2 separate regions of the Ovis canadensis genome follow, and region 1 is linked to region 2. Evidence: chromatin contacts called from public Hi-C data. All regions are on one chromosome and are shown on one strand. The core of a region is the stretch at or near the end of the contact, and the rest is flanking DNA. Distances in the headings are between cores, read along the strand shown.

Region 1 (6,052 bases), core at 2,086-4,585, 520 kb before region 2:
TTCTTAACCTCACAGACATGCTCTGACTGGCATTTTGTCTCTCTGCGTCTGGTTACAGTCTTGTGGTGAGGGGCTTTGCATATTGGCCAGAGCTGGTCCCCCTAGTGGGGATTTTGCTGACAGAGTTGCAGTCTCTGGGAAAATCCCGCAGGTGACTGAGGTAGGTCAGTCCTGCATGGCTAACCCTCCACAGGCCAGTGTTGCTTCTGAGTGAATGAGTGAGGGCCTCCAGTGAAGGTGCCTCCCAGCCTGGCTCCCCCGTCCCACCACACCAGCCACTCGGATGGCCCCAGCAGGCTGTGAGGTGGATCTCAAGGGCCTGGGGTAGAGACCCCCAGGCTCTGCTCTGCTCTTCAGGGCTGTGTGGCTTCCTTGCTGGTCATTACAGCCTTTTCTGTGGTGGCCGCCGCTGTTCTCCATGTCCCTCTGGGACACACCCAGGGCTGCAGCCCCATCACCACACTGAAGGTTCTTTCTGCTTCTCCCTCAACAGCAGTGGGGGTACAGCTCCCTCTGGCACTTCAGCCCCGAACCCTCCCAAAGTCCAGTCCAGTGCTGGGGAAGGGCGGGTGTCCTTCTCATAAAAGCTGGCTTGTAAATAGCTTTTTTCTGAAAGAAATCCTTGTTCTCAAATGCATTACCAATACAGTCCCCCTGGGCTCCATCTGGCACCCCACTCCAGTACTCTTGCCTGGAAAATCCCATGGACAGAGGAACCTGGTGGGCTACAGTCCATGGGGTCACAAAGAGTGAGATGCGTCTGAGCGACTTCACTTGGGCTCCATCAGAGCTGATTGACCCCAATTCTCCTCCCATTGGTGGCTTTCACCTAACCCTATCCTGAGGCTGGGCTTCCTTGGTGGCTTAGCGGGAAAGAATCCACCTGCCACTGCAGGAGACTCGGGTTCAATCCCTGGGTCAGGAAGATCCCCTGGAGAAGGAAATGGCAACCCACTCCAGCATTCTTGCCTGGAGAATCCCACAGACAGATGAGCCTGGTGGGCCACGGTCTGTGAGGTTGCAAAGAATCGGCTACAACTGAGCGACTAAACAACAATCCTGAGGTTAGGGACTCGTTTCCCTTTCTTTCTTCTTAAAGTTAGCACCAGCATACCTGGAATCTGGACCATCCACCCCAGTGCGGCCGGCCCTGGTCTCTCTCTTCCAGTCAACCCTGGGAAACTTCACGTGAACGGAGACGCTAGAAACCCCCCAACTTCCAGAATTCCCTTGGGGGACAGGCTCCATGTGATTTTTTTTTTAAGTAGTAATGTTTGTAACTTTTCTTATCACAAGGAAATACCCACCCAATGTGGAAAAGCAGGGATACAAAGAGACAAATGCCTGCGCTCTAACCTGCCCGGCAAAGTCCCACACCCAGAACCCCCGGGCCGGGGAAAGGCCCTAGTGCTGGCCACGAGGACCCGCATGGCCGCCAGGGGGCAGGCGTGCGCTGCGGACCGTCCCGGCCGGACCAGGCGCGCTGCTCCCTGGCTCCCGCGGGCGGGGCGAGGGCACGGGGTGGAGGTAGCACCCAGTCTCGCGGCCCAAGGGAGCAAGCCCCGCCGCAAGCTCATGTTATCTTCAACACTCCGGGAACTCAGCGCTGCTCTCCTAGTTTACCGATGAGGGAGGTGAGGCTCAGAGTTAAGCAGTTGCCCAAGGGGACACAAAACCCAGGTGCCCAGGCTTCGGGGCCACCCTAGTCATTACTGGCACATGCATGCGCGGGCAGGTGCTGGCCGCCGGGGGGCCTCTTGGGGCTAGGGTGAAAGCACCCCCACTTCTGGCTCAGCCCCTGGGGATTTCCTCCTGGGGGGGGGGCCTAAGGAGGGCCCTGTTGGCGCCTGGAGGCACCTTAGACATGCCTGCTCCCCCATTCCCCCCCTCCCTCCCTGGGGCACACAGCCCAGTGCCCTGTTGCTGTAGGCATCTCTGGAAGGGGCAGCCCTGTGCCCTCGGTGGAAACGCCTGGCTGGAATCTGCGGGCCGTCTGGCCTGGGTGAGAGTGGGTGAGGAGGGAGGAGGGGCAGCCAACAAGCAAGGGCCTGTTTCCTGCCTGGCCTGACCCCAGCTGTCCCCAGGGAGGCCCCAGCAAGCCGAGTAAGGTCATCCGGGGCGAAATTCCAGCCTGAGCCCTGAGCAGTCACTTCACTTTTCTGATAAGGCTCAAGAAAGGACCCGGAGTGTCCTTCGCACACCCCCTCGCTGTCAGCACCTCTGTTGTTGGGGAGCCTCCACTGCAGACAGCCTGCCTGGAGAAGAGACAAAGATAGACCCCGGGACAGATAAGGAGAGACAGCCAGGCAGAGAGAGGGCAAGGGATGCAGATGAGGAGATGGGGGTGGGGGCAGGGCAATGCCCCAGGCGGTGGGTCTGGAGCCCCAGAGGTCAGAAGAGGTTCCCAGTTTCTCTTGCTGAGCTCTGCCTGCGCTCGGGTGTTGGAAAAAGATGCCAACATGGTGGAAACAGAAGAGCTTTTGTGTGGTTGGAAGACAGATTAGGCTGGCAGTCCTGCCTCTCTGGGCCTGGTGGATGAGGGTGCTGGCAACGTCCATGTGGGGCGTGGCCACCGAGCCTCCTGGAGGCCAGGCCAGAGGGGTTGAGATGCGGGCCCCTGTACCTGCAGTGGAGGGGCAGCTGGGGCACCCCTTGGACAGCTAGGGCTGTACCCAGACAGCTAAGTGTCTCCTGCTTAGGGCCTCTTCTTCCTCCCTATAGAATATTTGCACCTAACACTGGTGATTTGACTTGACAAGTAAGCAAGGGCATAAAGTCACAGTTGGCCTGCGGGCATCCCAGTCACCATATGCAGCTGAGTCAGTCACAACTATTTCCCCCATCCCCTGGGGGCCAGAGCCTCTGCCCCGCCTACACACATAGACACATCCGCGCAGGTACGCGCAGGTACGCACAGACGGGGTGCTACTGAGTCATAGGTGCCTCCTCAGAGAGCACGTGCCTGCAGGCACGCGCACACAGGTGCCCGCAGACACCACGTGCATCCGATTCTGCGTCACCAGGGCGACTGGCCCCTGAGGGAGGGTGCCCAGAGTGTGTGCTGCCTTCCCTGTTTAGAGCCGGGTGCTCATATATATGCATGCCTGTGTACGTGCCCACCCTCTATCCTGTTACAACCTGCTGGGGGGGTGGTCAATAAATACTTGTGGAATGGATAAACGAGTGAGCAAATGAATGAATGAATGAACAAACAAGCGAAAACGTGAGCAACACTCACACTGCTTGGAAACTTGGTACCATCAGTTGGGGCTGCGCTGCAGGGTGGGTCCCAAGTGTGTCTGCAGGGAGTTGTCCTGCTCCAAATATAGCCTCTGTGGGCGGGCTGGGAGCCAGGGCTGCCTCCCAGACTGTGACTTCACTGGGCTTGGGGCCCAGCCTCTGAGGAGTTGGAGAAAATTAACAGAGAAGAGGCCCAAGCTTTCCACAGCCAGGGCTGAAGTGTGAGACTAGGGCTGGTGGGTGACTGCGTACTCGAAGTGTCAGCGGCTTGAGCTGTAGGGCTGAGGACTGTGCGCTGGGCCCAGAAAGGACAACTTCTGAGGCAGGCCCCTGGGAACCACCTATCCAGGATGTCTTGGGCCAGATGTGCAGAAGGCACAGCCCCACTTGAGGATGGGGAAGCACAGTGCCTAGGTCCATTGGTGGGTGCCAAGCCAAGGCCTCTTAGACGGCCCCCATATCTGGACAGGCCTGCTTGCAGGGCGGTTCCCATCTGCAGCTTGACTCTCCCTTCCCTCGCGGCTGTGCCTCTGCCCTATTTCATCATCTAGGGTATTGCAATATTATCCCAACTGGTCTTTCTGCCTTGACCACCCCCTCAAGTCCATCTTGTTCATAGCTGCCAGCTTTCTTTGTCTGAAATATAGATGTGATTCTACAACTCCTCTGCTCAAAAGCTTTCCATAGCTTCCTGCTATTTAGCAATAAAGGTGGATTGCCTTAGCCTGGTGCTCAAGACCCTCTCCTAACCTGCTCCTGCTTTGCCATGCGTGTTTTGAAAGGCTGACGTAGGACGAGGGCATTGGTTATGTGCTGAAGGGTGGATTCGCGGATGCTAGGCTGATGGATGCTTATAGGAATGGAGGGGCCTGGGGACTGTTTGATTTGTAGACAAATGATTAGAGGTTGGGATGCTCACGGGGCTAGCAGTAGGGGTGGAGATGTGGATAGGTGGGGGGTTGGAAGTCAAGACTGTACTGGTTGTAAGGGACAACCCCACCCCCTGCCACGTGTCGTCAGGAAGGGGCTGAGGGTGAATGCAAGGCCACCTGGACACACTTCGGGGGGGCCGGGCCTCGGGAAGGTGGCTCCTCCCCTGTCCTGGGCGGCTCTCAAGTCTGGCCGCGCCTGCCCTGCGGCCCCTCCCTCTGCCTTCTGCCTGGCGTGGTTTTCTGCCTCATAGCCCAGCAGTTGTCCTCAGCTGTCCTTGAGCCTTCCTTCCTTCCACAAGATGTTTGCTTTGTTTTGTTTTTTTTGATGTGAACTATTTTTAAAGTTTTTATTGACTATGGTACAATATTGCTTCTGTTTCGTGTTTTGGTTTTTGGGCCTTGAGGCATGTGGGCTCTCACCAGGGATTGAACCTGCACCCCCTGCATTGGAAGGCTAAGTCTTAACCACTGGGCTGTGAGGGAAGTCCCCATAGGTGTTTTTATCAAGTGACTGCTTATGTGCCTGTTTGTACTCAGCAAAGCTTCTATGTGCTGAAAAATAGACAGGGAACAAAAAGTTACTGCCCTCTGGAAGTGTGCTTTCTGAAGGGGGAGACAGACGCGAAGCAGTTATGTGCAAGGTGGTTAATGCTGTGGGACGACCACGAGGGCGAGGGGCTTGGGGTGCCTGCAGAGGGGCTGAGGGGGCTCAGGAAGTCTCCGGTCAGGGAGTGTTTGAGCGGAGATGTGAACAGAGTGAGGGTGAGCCTGAAGGTCGCTGGGGCAGGAGTGTTTCTAGGAAGAGGGAATGGCGAGTGAGGTGGCCCAGAGGCAGGACTTCTCTGCATGTCTGAGCAGCGTCGGTGAAGCCAGTGTGGCCGATGCAGAGTGAACGGGGGTACGGAGGTGGGAGATGGGGTCAGAGGGACAGACCCACAAGGGCTTTGCAAGCCGAGGTTAGGAAGCTTTCACTTCAAGAAGAGAAGGCTGGAGGGTGCTCGACAGAGAAGCAATGCTCTTCTGTGGTTTCAAAGGCCGCTCTGGCTTCTGTGCTGAGAACAGACTAATGGGGTCCAAGGTGGAGGCAGGGAGGCCAGTTAGGAGGCTCCTGCAGAAATCCAGGGGGAGCTCGCCCAGCGCTGCAGTGGCAAAGGTGGTGACAGCTTGCCCAGTTGAGGATGTATTTTGAAGGCAGAGTAGTCAAGATTTGCTGATGGATGGGCTGTAGGTGTGAGAGAGAAGAAAATTCTTTTAAGGACAAACCTCGACTTTTTGGCCAGGGTGACTGAAGATGGCGTTGCTGCTTCCGAAGTAGGAAGTTGTCTTTTTCGGCTGCCGTACCCTTCCCTGGACCACAGCAGCCTCCAGAGTGGCTCTCCACATCCTCTCTTACCAGCCTCCAACCTGTTTTCCCTATTACAGCCACTCCGTGAATGGGTTCTGCCTTTTTTTTTTTTTATCTTTTTGGTAGTTTAGGTGAGTTTTATTGGTTTCCTTCCCGAATTATTCTACAAAAGAGCAAAACGAAAGCTCCTGGCAAGAGGGTAAGGGGTGTGTGTGTGTGTGTGTGAGTTGCTCAGTCATGTCTCTTTGCGACCCCATGGACTGTAGCCGGCCAGGTTCCTCTGTCCATGGGATTTTCCAGGCAAGAGTACTGGAGTGGGGTGCCATTCCCTTCTCCAGGGAATCTTCCCACCCCAGGGATTGAACCCAGGTCTCCTGCATTGCAGGTGGATTCTTTACCGCTGTCCCTCTGGGGAAGAGGGTGAGGACCCCTCCCCATCGCCATGTTCCCCACCTGTGTCCCTGCCAGGTTTGCAGAGGCAGGGGACCGGCTGCTCAGGAGGAGAGTCAGAGAACCGCCCCCCAACACCACCGCG
Region 2 (5,890 bases), core at 1,742-4,241:
TTCTCTCACTTGTTTTGCCAGTGAGATTTTAAAGATGTTTCTTCCTGCACTTCCTTCCTTCCTTCCTTGTACTCTGTGCGAATCTACAATCACTGCAACTTGAATGGATGAAACTCCACAAATCGCCAAAAGCAGAACTCCTTTAGGCTGTTTCTTTCCAAATCCGATATTCAACCGTGAATGCATTCTAGTGATTGTCCCCGCCTTTAACAGTAAGTAAACGAACCCCAGGTTCCAAGGGGGAAAAAAAAACGGATGCCAACATTTGGCAAAGTTTATAGCTATGTTTCAACTTATCCTCCACGGCACTTTGGGAAAACCCTATGGCCCTCGTCGCCGACCCACGTAAACACACACTTTCGAAGATACGGGTGTTCTAGCAAAATCCTGAGCCGCCTAGCCAGGACTCTACTTAAAGAAAGACTTGACGGCGTCCTCAAGCTTCGGACTTCTAAGTGCCAGAGCTACAAGGCGCACTGGGGCTGATAAGGAGCGTGCCAAGGCTCTCAGGTGGGAATTCCTGGCACCGCCCCTACGCCGCTGGCGTAGGCACTGGAGCTCGGTGGAATCTCCACTTCTGGGTCGGGTTTGCTTGTTGAAGCCTCTAGTAGCGCAAAACTAACTCTGCACCAAGAGCACGCTTCGCGGTCCTTAAGCGGGAGCGGGAGCTCAGCGCCCTCCACCCTCATTCCTTCCCTCATCCCCTCCACCCTCCCTTTCTCCTGGAATCAGGGCTCTCCTAAAGGACACAGCGGGGAGGCCACGAGGTGCAGCTGAAGAGACCTCTGCAGACCAAACCCCCCAGGGCTGGAGGGAACTGGAAGGAACGAGTCCAGACCACGGGACCTTCCCTGGCTGTGGGCCGGCGCCCAGCTGTCCTTGACCTCCCCAGCAGTCGGAGGCGCGCGCCGGGGAAATGAAAGTAAAAACCTGTCTTGGCACGGACCCAGGTGGAAGCTGGCGACGAGTAGGTCGCATCCGCAGACAAGAGTGACAGACAGCGAGTCCTAGACAGGGTGGCTGCGAAAAGTCAGACTCGCAGCGGACAAACTGAAAGAAAGCGATGAGAAATGGGAGACGAGCGAGAAAAACAGAATAGTTGGGACTGGGGCGGCTCCTGGAAACAGAGCAAGCGTTCAGTAATAACCTGCAGTCTGCGGTGTGGGCCGACCAGCCGCCAAACCTCATCTACTGCGGCGACTGCCCAGAGGCCAGACACGCGGCCCGAACCATCCGACCCTCTGCGTGTCCAGCCCAAGTCCGAGCCCAGGGATCTGTCCCTCATCCGGAGCTGGAACTGAGGTCCGCTCAGGTGACTCCCTCCGGGAAGAGCCCTCAGAATAAATAGCTTCGAGGCGACCATTCCTTCCCCAAGTGCAATGTCCACCGGTCATTCCTGGGAGTGAAAAGGCGGCTGAGGCAGCAGTGCTCTGCCCAGGCCAGGCAAGGTCCGTGCGCGCCCCAGCGCCAGCCGTCTGTGCACTGGGTCTCAGAACTAGAGTGGCAGGGCAGGTAGGGAGCTTAGGGATCTGCTGAGGGCAAGTTATAGATGGGGAAGCTAGAAGGTGGGGGCGTAACTTGCCCAAGTTCATATAGAGAATAGCTGTCGGGTGAGGACTGGAAGCTGGTCCACAGAGTTCTAGTGGTCCCTCACCCTCCTCCTGTCAGTCTAGACTCTCAGCTTCAGGACACGTCGTATCCAGGGTAGTGGGTGACAGAACTACAGAAGCTCCCCTGCAAGAAGAGGGGGAGTCCCGCGGGGCTAAGTTCCCTCCCCATTTTGACCTCCAGAATTTAAGAAAGTGAAGTCAAGAAGCAGTGATGGAAGAGCATAAACGGGCGACAAACGTGTTTGGGGGTGATTCATCATGAACAGGCATAAATCCTTGGGCGGGGGCTAGGACTCTCCTCTCCCCCTTGAGGAGATGATGGCCCCAGCCTAGAAAAATATCCATGCCGCGCCCCACTCCAGTCTGCCATGCATGCTTCCTGGCCGAGCTGTTTACCACCTTTGGTGTGACTTTGAGCAAATGCTTACCCCGCTGAACTTTAGTTTTCTCATTTCACCAAGTGGGAAATTGATGTTACCTTCCTTGTCTAACTCAAGGGTAGGTGTGAGGATCAAAGGAGATCAGGATGTAGCCATGGTTTGTAAAGTGTAAAGCGATTAACATACGTGAAGCATTAGTGTGCTCTTGGCAGTAAATCCTCACGTTTACAAGGGGTGAATGAAGGCTTCAAGGGCAGTCAGGCAAACTCTCAGGTTGTAACCTTATAAGGCATAATTTGATTACGGGGGGGGGGGCGGGAAACGAAACTGTATTCTTCGTCGTAATTTTGGTTATTCCTATATTTCCAAACAGGCATGCAAATTCTGAAACTTCAGGTGACTCCCCACTCTAACTCCCAATTCTCAAATTAGCCTTTCGGAGCCTTGCCCCTATTGCGAAATCTTACCAGTCCATCCCCAGAACCCAGAGTCTCGGCCGCTCGGGGTGCGGGGGGGGGGGGGGGCAGCGCTGGCGAGCCCCCCTCCTCTCAGTAGTGCTCTGCGTCCTGCCCGTGAGGCTCCGCGGGAGTCTGGGGTCGCGGCCAGGTCAGGCACCAAGCCGGCACGGGGTGCGGTCCACTCGAGGCCACAGCTCCCGAGGTCTGGGGTTCGGGTCATCCACGTGGTACCCCGCGCTGGCTCTTGCAGTTCTGTGCCAGACCTTACACTCTGGGCTGCATGGGTCCTAGGTAAGGAAGGACCCCAAGAGGTTGTACCGGGTCTGCTTCGTCGCGGCTTAAGGTCTGAACGCTGTGCCGGGGCAGTTCCTGCATCAGTCTCCTGGAGCTCATCTCTAAAACTTTCTAGGCACGAGGGACACCCGTCTCCCCAACCTACAAACCCCACACTCACGGACAAGCAATGCGCGTGCCCGATTATAGAGCGCGCGCCCAAGGGAAGGGAGGGAGGGAGTGAAGGGCGCTTAGGCCCCGCCCCCTGCTCTCTTATAAAGCCCAGGAACGCGAGCCGGCCACTCAGAGGTTTCTTGGTGACACTAGGCGAAACAGCTCGAACCTTCTCACTTTTGGCTTCTCACTGCAGCTTCGACGTCGGGGTTTTGCCACTGCCAGAGCGCCGTCTCAGACTTAATACTCCAAAGAATTTTGGCAGATCACCCCCTCAGCAGGTATGCACCGCGGGCGGGGCGGGTTGAAGTTGTGGGGGCTTGCCTAGAAGCGCTGAGTGAGGGGTACAATCTGCTTTGCAGGGTCCTCTGCTGGGTGCGTCCCACATCCCGAGCCCAGCTCGTGGACACAACTGGAACTCCAGAGACCCAGTCCCCTCTGCTCCGTCAGCCAAATTCTGAGAAGTTGAGTGGGGAACCTCTGGGAGCCTGGCGCTGCGCAGCGGCCTCCCCTGCAGGGCCTGTCACCCGCTTGGCGGGTGCAAATGCCGCTGGCGCCTCTCTGCGCCCCTGGGAGATAAGCGTCTGAGTCAGGCGGAGTGCAGGCTCACCCTGGCCGCGCTGGGGGCCCCCCCGCTCGCCTCCTTGCCCCGCCCGCCGGTGCGGCAGGCCCGGACACTCAAGCTCCGCTCTTTTTTCTCCTTCCCCAGGGTCTGCGCATCGCCGCCGGGATGAAGCTGGTTCCCGTCGCCCTCATGTACCTGGGCTCGCTCATCTTCCTAGGCGTGGACACCGCACGGCTCGACGTGGCGGCAGAGTTCCGAAAGAAGTGAGTGGCTGGCAGCGCCTTCCCCAGTCCTGGTACCTGCAAGGCAAGGGAAACTGACCAGTGGTCGCCGAGGGGTTAGAACTGAAGAGGAATGGGAATGGGCCAAGACCTCGCCAGGACGATTGCGAATGGAGTCTCTTTGTTTTTTAGATGGAATAAATGGGCGCTAAGTCGTGGAAAAAGGGAACTTCGCGAGTCCCGTAGCTACCCCACCGGGCTCGCCGACATGAAGGCCGGGCCTGTCCAGACTCTTATTCGGCCCCAGGACGTGAAGGGCGCCTCTCGCAGCCCTCAGGCCAGGTAACTATGCCAGGCGCTGTTGCGGATCCCTCCTCCTTTGCCCTAGCCCTGGGGATCATCAGGGCTGTATTGCAGTTGAGATGGAGATGGCAATTTCTAGCTCCCTCCGGTCTTAGAATGGCTGCGTTCCCGATGCCTGGGACCAAAGACCTGCTTGGTGGTGGTGGTGATGATGGTGGATGTAGTGGTGGTGGTGGGGGTCTCACATAGCCTTCCTTTCCCGTCTCCAGCAGTCCTGACGCAGCCCGCATCCGAGTCAAGCGCTACCGCCAGAGTTTGAACAACTTCCAGGGCCAGCGGGGCTTTGGTTGTCGCTTCGGGACGTGCACGGTGCAGAAGTTGGCGCATCAGATCTATCAGTTCACGGACAAGGACAAGGACGGAGTCGCCCCCAGGAACAAGATCAGCCCTCAGGGCTACGGCCGTCGACGCCGACGTTCACTGCCCGAGGCCGGCTTGGGTCGGACTCTATTACAGCCTCCAGAGCCAAAGGCGCGAGGGGCCCCGGACTCCCGGGTGCATCAAGTATTTGCCACCCTCCTTAGGATTTAGGCGCCTGGGCAGCAGCGAACAGTCGCGCACGCCTCTCGCCGGCACCTCTCGGGCGGGAGGGCTTCCGCGAGCCGAGCCCCTCACTCAGCCCATGGGCCCGGGCTGAGAACAGCCCCGAGAGACCGAGAGTCCAGGAGGCACCGTCTGGCAGCCAGCGAGCACTGGCTTTGCAGGAACGCGTCCTCCGCGGAGGAGAGACAGTGTTCTCTTCATACTAATTGGGGCCAGGTTCCCAGGGTGGGGAGGTGGGTGCAGAGGGAATCCAAAGGAGCGTCGTCTGCCAGGCTCACGGAGAGGAGAAACTGCGAAATAAATGCTGAGACCCTCAGAGGCAAGGGTCTGAGCCACTGCCGTGCCCGCCCACAAACTGATTCCTGATGGGGTGTCACCCCACCGGGGTGCAAGCCTCACTATTACTTGAACTTTCCGAAACCTAGAGAGGAAAAGTGCAATGAGTGTTGTATATACAGAGGTAATTATCAATATTTAAATTTGTTGTTGTCAAGATTTTTTTGTAACTTCAAATATAGAGATATTTTTGTACGTTATATATTGTATTAAGGGCATTTTAAAGCAATTGTATTGTTCCCCTCCCCTCTATTTTAATAAGTGAATGTCTCAGCGAGATGCAACGTTGTTTGCTGTGTGGAATGTGAGAGTGTGCGCGTGAAAGAGATGAGTTACCTCTTGTGGAAGAAGAAAACACCATGTCTGTATAATCTATTTACATAAAGTGGGTGATTTAAGAAGTAGCAAACCAATAAACTGTCTCAGTGCTGATTCATTCTCGGGTCACGAGTCTTGGGAGGGAGAGTGTCCCGGGTCTCGGTCTGCCCAGGAGCCTTGGGGTCCTGCCGCCTGGGCGTGGAAAGGTTAGGACGGCTGCGCTGGCTGAGCTGCCGGAGTAACCCTCTACGGTGGGACGCGCGCGGAGCGCGTCTTGCTTGCTGCTCGGGGCTTTGCGGAGATGTTCCAGGTCTCATCCTCGTGGGGCAGGGCGGCAGGGTAGAGTAGAGTGAGCCCTTAGTGGGGAGGTGAACTTGGACTCTCGATTGCGCAACAGAGTCCCAGATTTTATGGAGTGGCTCACGGAACCCCGCGCGAAAGCGCCCCTCGGAGAGTTGGGGTGGTCTCTGAGGCTTTCCAGCTGAGGAGTTTCCCCCTGCCGCAGCGGTGCTAAAGTTAGAAGCGACTCCAGCAAAAAGCGCGAGCTCCTCCGGGAAGTGCTCAGCCGGGCCAGTTAACCCCAGTCCTCTCCCGGTCCGGAGCCCCAGCGAGTCGGCGGGCTCATAAGCGATGCTGCGGCGCCCCCAGC

What was found. A called contact is a pair of places that touch in the nucleus more often than the background predicts.
Region 1: a contact with region 2 is called in a Hi-C map of fibroblasts, with 6 times the contacts expected there. The contact joins the enhancer-like site here to the promoter of ADM in region 2. A contact is called at or near these places in 2 of 2 Hi-C or Micro-C datasets (fibroblasts and lung).

Annotation. Positions count from the first base shown.
Region 1 is chr15:50,777,569-50,783,620 of ARS-UI_OviCan_v2, reverse strand. No RefSeq gene overlaps it. Among named protein-coding and RNA genes, the nearest start is that of SWAP70, 88 kb to the left of the region's middle. Within about 2 kb of position 3,335, the one cell type or tissue checked has open chromatin away from gene starts, as enhancers often do. A contact at or near this core is called in fibroblasts, where this site is marked.
Region 2 is chr15:50,252,997-50,258,886 of ARS-UI_OviCan_v2, reverse strand. ADM (adrenomedullin) reads left to right here and starts at 2,991. Exons shown (of 5, transcript XM_069554409.1): 1 at 2,991-3,176; 2 at 3,258-3,359; 3 at 3,605-3,723; 4 at 3,874-4,023; 5 at 4,254-5,340. The coding sequence starts at 3,626. The coding sequence ends at 4,575.